2 separate regions of the Sus scrofa genome follow, and region 2 is linked to region 1. The links are chromatin contacts, called in public promoter capture Hi-C maps. All regions are on one chromosome and are shown on one strand. Each heading gives the region's core, a stretch centred on a gene start, on an enhancer-like site or on the middle of the called end of the contact. The rest is flanking DNA. Distances are from core to core; before and after follow the strand shown.

Region 1 (3,350 bases), core at 48-2,547:
GCTACCCTCTCCTCACCCCCATTTTGAAAATATTCCATCAATTGTTTTAGTAACAAAGAAAATAAGCCTAAAGACCACGCTAATCCCAAATGGAAAATTTAAAGGCACACATCATTTTCCTTTTTAAAGGCAAGTTTCGACGAATTCATAGGAGGACGCCCGGGACGTGCAGAGCTGATAAGAGCCCTGCCGGACACCACAGAGCCCCTGTCCTCCAAGGCAGTAGCTATCTTAGGCCCCCAGAACCAGCCTGCTCAAACCCAGAGTCTTTTGTGTCCACAGGCAGCGTGAACTCACTCCACACTCGCGCGCGCACAAAACTTTAGCCACAACTTTGGTTGGCTTTACGGTCCCACCCCTGCGACAGCCTGTCTCAGTTCGCGGTCAGTACTCACGCTTGCGTTGGCTGTCAACCAACGGGGATTGGGGCTGAACGATCTGCTGAGCCTGCCTCTTGCTCTTCGACGCTCCAGTGGAGGGCACCGTTGTCCCCAGGGACAGGACGGCCAGCAGCAGAAGCCCGGGTCCTGGACCCCGAGCATCTTGAGAAGGTGCGGGGATATAGACGCTCTAACCAGGAGACAACTTTCCACCAAGTTTGACTTCTTTTTCGCAACCTGCCAGAGGAGTCCCTTCCAGTGCCCGCTACGGGCCGACGCCGCCAAGAAGGTAAGGGCTGGATGATGGGGAAGGGGAAGGGTAGAGGGACAGAGGGGAAGGAGAGGAAGAAAGAAGTTGTGGCTGCAGGTCCCCTCTCTCCCGCTCGCGCCTAGGGCTCCCTCTCCTCCCCCCCTGCAAAGCGCAGCCGGCGCGGGCAGCGGAGACCCGAGAGCTGGGGTTTATATGGGACGGTCCCCTCCCGCCCCCGCGAGGCCTCGGGCGCCTGGGAGGAGGGACCGGTCAGACTCCCCCCACCCTCCTCTTGCCGCCGCCGCCGACCGCTCGCCGATTGGCCTGGGCTCCGGGTGACGTCAGGAGGACTGTGGGTTCGCAGCGAACAAAAGAGATGCTGATCGCCCGCCAGGACTGGGGCAAGAGAACTTTTTTTTGGTTTCCTTTGCGGTCGTCAAACTTTTAGGGGGCAGAAGGGGAAGGATAGGAAGCGGCTGCGAAGGGGTAGACAGGCAGGAAAGGGAGGGCTGGAGTCGTGTGTAGCGAAGGGGTCGCGAGTCCCCCCGCCACCCCCGCTTCCCCCCCCCCCTTTTTTTTATGGGGATGCAGAGAGAGGTTGAGGACATTGCGTCACCTCTGGAAAATATCTCTGCTTAGTGGAGTGTATTTCGGGGGGAGGAAAAACCATAAAGTAGCCACCACCTTGCAGATGTAGGAATGTAGCCTCTGCCGTCCCAGGGCGGGGCTGGCTTTCCTCCGGTTCCCTTTCTTTGGTCTACTGTGCACTGAGAACTTAACTTTCTTTGCCTTCGTAGCTTCTTCTTAGGACTTTTCCCCTTCCAAACGCGGTATCTGCGGGGTCTGAGGACGTGCTAGCCAGGGTCGCGGGTCGAGGCGGGGAGAGGGGCTAGAAGGGAAAAGAGAGCCTTCAATGAGCCTCTACTAAGTGCCAAGAGTTCTGCGGGGCGCTTGACGGATCAGGGAGAAATTTAGAGAATGAGGTTGCTTTTGAAAGGACAGAGCAGCAGTTTGCTTTTTTTCCCCTCAAATATGCAAGAAAGTCTTTTCCCTGGAGTTTCGATACCTGTTACCGCTAAAACCTGGAAAACTTGGTCGACCCTGTAGAGAGAAATATCGCGGTGTCCTTCCCCATGTTCACCGCGCCCCTTACGCAAAGTAGAGATCTTTGAGTCACTAAAAGTTGAGAAAAGACCATTTCCAGACTTGCCTTCCTACAGTTCTTTCTTGCTTTTATTTGGCATTTTCATTTGGTGGACATCGATTTCATCACAGAATTCCCCTCCCCCAGCCTCGCTGCCAGATTTTTCACATTTCAAGTGTTACTTACTCCAAGAATGTGGAAAGTTCCTATTTAAGATGTGTCTGTCTTTCCCTCTAAAGGCACAATCTGAGAAGTCTCTAGCATTTAGCAACTCATCACATCAGTCCTTTTTACAGACAAACACAAACCACACTTGCTTTTTAAGGAAGGATCTTTGAAAGGAGTCCTCGACTTTCTTCAGTAACTTCTGAGGGACCAAAACTCAAAAGCTTTGCCTCCTAGTTAGGTTAGTAGTGTGGACCTCCTATTTGCTTTGGGAATCTAGAAAATCTGTTAGCTAAATATGTTTATTTCTGCAAGCACTTGTTTTCTCCAAATGTTCCACCTTTAGCAACTGCCATGGGGTTATTCGAACTCTGGTCTATAAAATGCCCAACACATCAAAGACACAAAACTAACATTTGCTTTTATTAACACAGGGAATTAAAGGGAAACACACTCACACACACAGCAAATATCAGTTTCCTATAAGCAGTGTAAAATAACTTCTTGAGGCATCTTTGTGACCAACTTTGCCAGTTGAAAGAGTGCCTCGGATTTCCCCAAATTTAGAGTCCCGTCTGGGTTAGAGTTTTTTTGAATTTCTCATCATCACTTGACAAAGCAGTTTTCTCTTTCAAGTATAAAAGGGCCCCTTGTAAAATTCTCAGTAAATTTCTGGGAAGCTGGGTGTTCCTGCCAGAGGGAAGGGTACCTGGAAATCAGGATATAAGCAAGATAAACCTGAAGCCAATGCTTTCTTAAAATACATGGATTCTGGGGGAAGGAAATAAGTGGTTAGAAAAGTATTTCATCAACCAAAACCATGATAGTTTGATATATTTACTTACTCAAAATACACTAGAATAATATACACAGAGAGCTTGGAGGGAAAAAAAGCCCAAGTGACTTACATTTCAGAAGTAATTTGTATTTCAATCCATTGAGATATACTTTGCTTAAGGATATGATATATCTCAAATGTCTCATAAGCAAACATATATATAATATTCGGACTGAATTTTACAGAAATGCCTGAGAGTTTACCCTTTTACTTGAAAGCAGCTTTTATTTTTTGAACTTTGGAGATGGAAACATTTTTTTAGTTCAGATAACAAGACTTGCTACAGTATTCTTTTATTATCAATGTCCTTTGTAATTGTGTAAGTCAATTATCTCTAACTGGAGAGATAGTTAAATCTCTCCACTCTGACCCTGTTCAAACTAGCCATGCCTCAAGTCCACGATTCCCTTTCACTCCCTTAAGAATTCTAACTATTCTGACAGGATGGGTTCTTAAGCAAACAACATCCTTCTATTTGTAGGATATTTCTTTGGATTTATTTTTCTCATCTTTATTTGGAGAGGGAAACGTGACAAAAAAGACAGAAAGTAGATTCCTAGGTGCCTGGGGCTG
Region 2 (3,244 bases), core at 124-2,623, 250 kb after region 1:
TAAGCATTATGATTGCATGCTCCTATCATCTTAATTTATATGAGGTAGATTGCTTAAAATATATATGTAAGGTTATATTTTTGTAGAAACATGGTTGTAACTATGTTTTCAAAGGGATTATTACCATGTATTCCTTCCTCTGTATGATGTTTTCCTGAAGACTATGTTATACCAGAGTCTTCTGACTATCAAAGGGACAACCAGTTTTAATTGCTTATATGTACCAGATTTGTGAACTAATTCTTAAGAAACTAAAATTATTTTTATTCAAAAGATTCATTTGTATCTATTCAGTATATAGTATATACAGTATCTATTCAGTATACAGTATATATAGTATGGCATGCTATATTGAAATTAGATGTAAAGACATTTTCAACAAAAGGTAAACATTTTTAAAAGTGAAGATTATATTCACTAAAAGAGATCCTGGTTGAAGCCTGAAAGCTAAGAGATATAAGACAAATCTGCTTTTTAAAAACAATTTATATGCTTTAGTGTTACAATGATTTCTGCAGAATATACTGTGAACTAATTTTAAAAAAAGACCTCAGAAACAAACTATGAATAAAATAGAGTTTGCAAACTAATTACCATTAGAGAGAGAGATGCATATCCTCCTGAAATTATTTTTATTTCTTTTTGCTTTCTTGATGATATTCCTTTGATTGTTATGCTAATGTGAGACTTGGCCACAGGCAACCATGGAATGGTTTGAGTTTTACCTGGTAAAATTGAGAGAGGTACATTTGTCCTTTCCTTCCTTTTTAAACACTTATTTTATGGGTAGATAAGCTGCAAAACATGGCAAGGTCTCAACCATGGCCATCATTGGAAGTTGGAAAACAAAGAGACCAAGCCTGAGGGTATTTGCTGAACTCTTGGGTCTCTTCCAAGGATGGTGATCAACAATCCAAATTAAATGCACTAAGGTGTCCTGGAAAACACGGGGTCAATGAAACATAATGTCAATCTGGGACACGACAGCTGAATTTTCCAGGGGTGTTCCATAAAGTATGAAAAGCTGAACTGGCACTAAACTCTGGGCAATGAATGGAGAATAAACAAAAAAAAATTATAGCTCCAGGGGCCTGGCAAGAAGTGTAGAAAAGAAAAGTCTGCAGAAAAATAGAAGCAGTTCAGAGAAGAGCTTTATCCTGCAGGAGCAAAGAAGGAGACAGTTAAGTCCATTTCCAGGTACTGGGCAAACATGGTGATTAGAAGGGAGCTCTGCCATTTCAGCTATTCTGCCTCCTTATGCAGATAAGGTCATACTTATAAGTTTGCAAATGTAGTGTAGATTGGCTTAGCAATTGGGTGAAGACATGTGGACACTGAAATGTACTGTGTCTCCTTTCTCCTTGTTGTTACTCCTGTCCAAACAACTCCTATGTGTCCTCACTGCTGTGCAATGACTTTTTGCAGAACTGTGCCCTGGTTGGGCAATACCCCAGCCTCTGGACCTATGCCAATTGTCTCCTCTTTCCCCAATTAAAATATTCCCTCCTAATTCCCCATTGCATTCCCTCAAGTTCCTGCCAGAGGTCTGGCCAGGCAAAACAAGAGTCTAAAGAGTCTAAAGACTGTTATCCCTGTGGGTTAGTCCTCCCAGATAACACTGACATTTTAACAAATGCTTTTAGTGTTAAAGAGGAAATATGGTGGGAAAGTTTTTAGGCACTTTCAGAGTGAATAGAATAGCTATTTTCTAAAACATTTGTGTATTACATGTTCGTACTTAAACAGAGCCATGTAAATTAAGATACATAACCCCCCGCTACATGGAAACATCTAATTTCTGCATATCCTTCAGTATTCTTATATAGACGTTCTTATAATAATTCCTTGAGATGTGCAAACTTGATTTATCATAATATATGGTCAAACTTTTGTAAATGTTGCTTATGTTAATTGTGTTTTCAAATCCTCCATGTCCCACTGAATCTGTGTTCTTTCATACATAAATTATGGATGGAGGTATGATTAAAATCTCCTACCATAATGGATTTTTTAATTTCTCCTTATATTTCTGTCCATTTTTGCTTTGTATTTTGAAGTTACATTACTAAATACATATAACTCTATAACTTCTATTTCTTTCCTGTAAACCCAAGTCTCATATTATTATGTGGGTATCAATTATTTATAGTACTATAACTATTTTGTCAGGTTTTTACATTTTTATAGTACTTGCCTAATATATTATTTATTGCCATCACAAATTGCCCCAATGTATTTCACGTTTATTATCTTTTCTGATATTATGGGTCAAGAATTCTGGAGAGGCTTAGCTGGGTGTTCTGGCCTGTGGTCGAAGTTAAGATATTGGCTCAGAATACAGTCATTTTAAGGCCTGACTTGAGCTTGAGGATCTGCTTCTAACATGACTCACTCAAATAGCTGGTTAGTTGGCCCTAGTTGTTAGCAGGGGGTTTCCCTTCCTCCCCACAAGGGTCTTTTCCATAGTCTGTTTGACTGTGTGTGTTCATTGAATTCCCCCGGAGAAAGTGAATTAAGATGGATGGTCAAAGAATGACATTTTTATGATCTAATCTTATAAGCCACATAGCACCAGCTCCACCACACTCTGTTCATTAGACCAGCCCAGACTCAAGAGGAGAGGAATTAGGCTCCATCTTTTTAAGAGAAAAATCATCAAATAACTTGCTAATATATTTCAGAACCACCATAACCTGTATTTCTCTTATTCCCTTACTTTCTATCTTGTATCATTCTTATAGGTATGTTTTGTTTTGTTTTGTTTTGTTTTGTTTGTTTTTTTGTTGTTTTTTTTTTTTTTTTTTTTTTTGCCACACTCGAAGCATATGGAAATTCCCAGGCTAGGGGTTGAATCAGAGCTGCCACCAGCCTACGCCACAGCTATAGCAACACCAGATCTGTGCCACCTCTGCAGCCTAACCACAGCTTGCAGAAATGCGTGACCCTTAACCCACTGAGCAAGGACAGGGATTAAACCCACATCCTCATGGATACTAGCTGGGTTCTTAAACTGCTGAGACGCAATGGGCACTTCTTAGGTATGCTTCTTGTACAGAATATAGCTGAACTTTATTCCAATTTGATAATCTTTATCTTTTAACTGATAATTTATTTCATTTATATTATTTGTGGATTGCTAATAAATTGGAGTTTACTTCTAACATTTTACCAGTTTGCTTCACATTTCCCATATTTCTTTTTTCTTTTATCTCTCGTGGTTATTAAAATTATATTTTTTCTACCT

What was found. Promoter capture Hi-C pulls out the DNA fragments that hold promoters and counts their contacts.
Region 2: a promoter capture Hi-C map of liver shows a contact between it and region 1, with 5 times the contacts expected there. The contact joins two enhancer-like sites. A contact is called at or near these places in 1 of 5 promoter capture datasets (liver), 2 of 47 Hi-C or Micro-C datasets (both in liver) and 1 of 2 datasets of contacts at active chromatin or transcription factors (alveolar macrophages).

Annotation. Positions count from the first base shown.
Region 1 is chr15:117,730,199-117,733,548 of Sscrofa11.1, forward strand. FN1 (fibronectin) reads right to left here. Exons shown (of 50, transcript XM_003133642.5): 2 at 2,649-2,710; 3 at 916-1,071; 4 at 396-570. Among named protein-coding and RNA genes, the nearest start is that of FN1, 5.3 kb to the right of the region's middle. Within about 2 kb of position 1,298, at least 61 of the 83 cell types and tissues checked have an H3K27ac peak or open chromatin away from gene starts, as enhancers often do. A contact at or near this core is called in alveolar macrophages and liver, where this site is marked.
Region 2 is chr15:117,979,853-117,983,096 of Sscrofa11.1, forward strand. No RefSeq gene overlaps it. Among named protein-coding and RNA genes, the nearest start is that of FN1, 240 kb to the left of the region's middle. Within about 2 kb of position 1,374, at least 2 of the 83 cell types and tissues checked have an H3K27ac peak or open chromatin away from gene starts, as enhancers often do. A contact at or near this core is called in alveolar macrophages and liver, where this site is marked.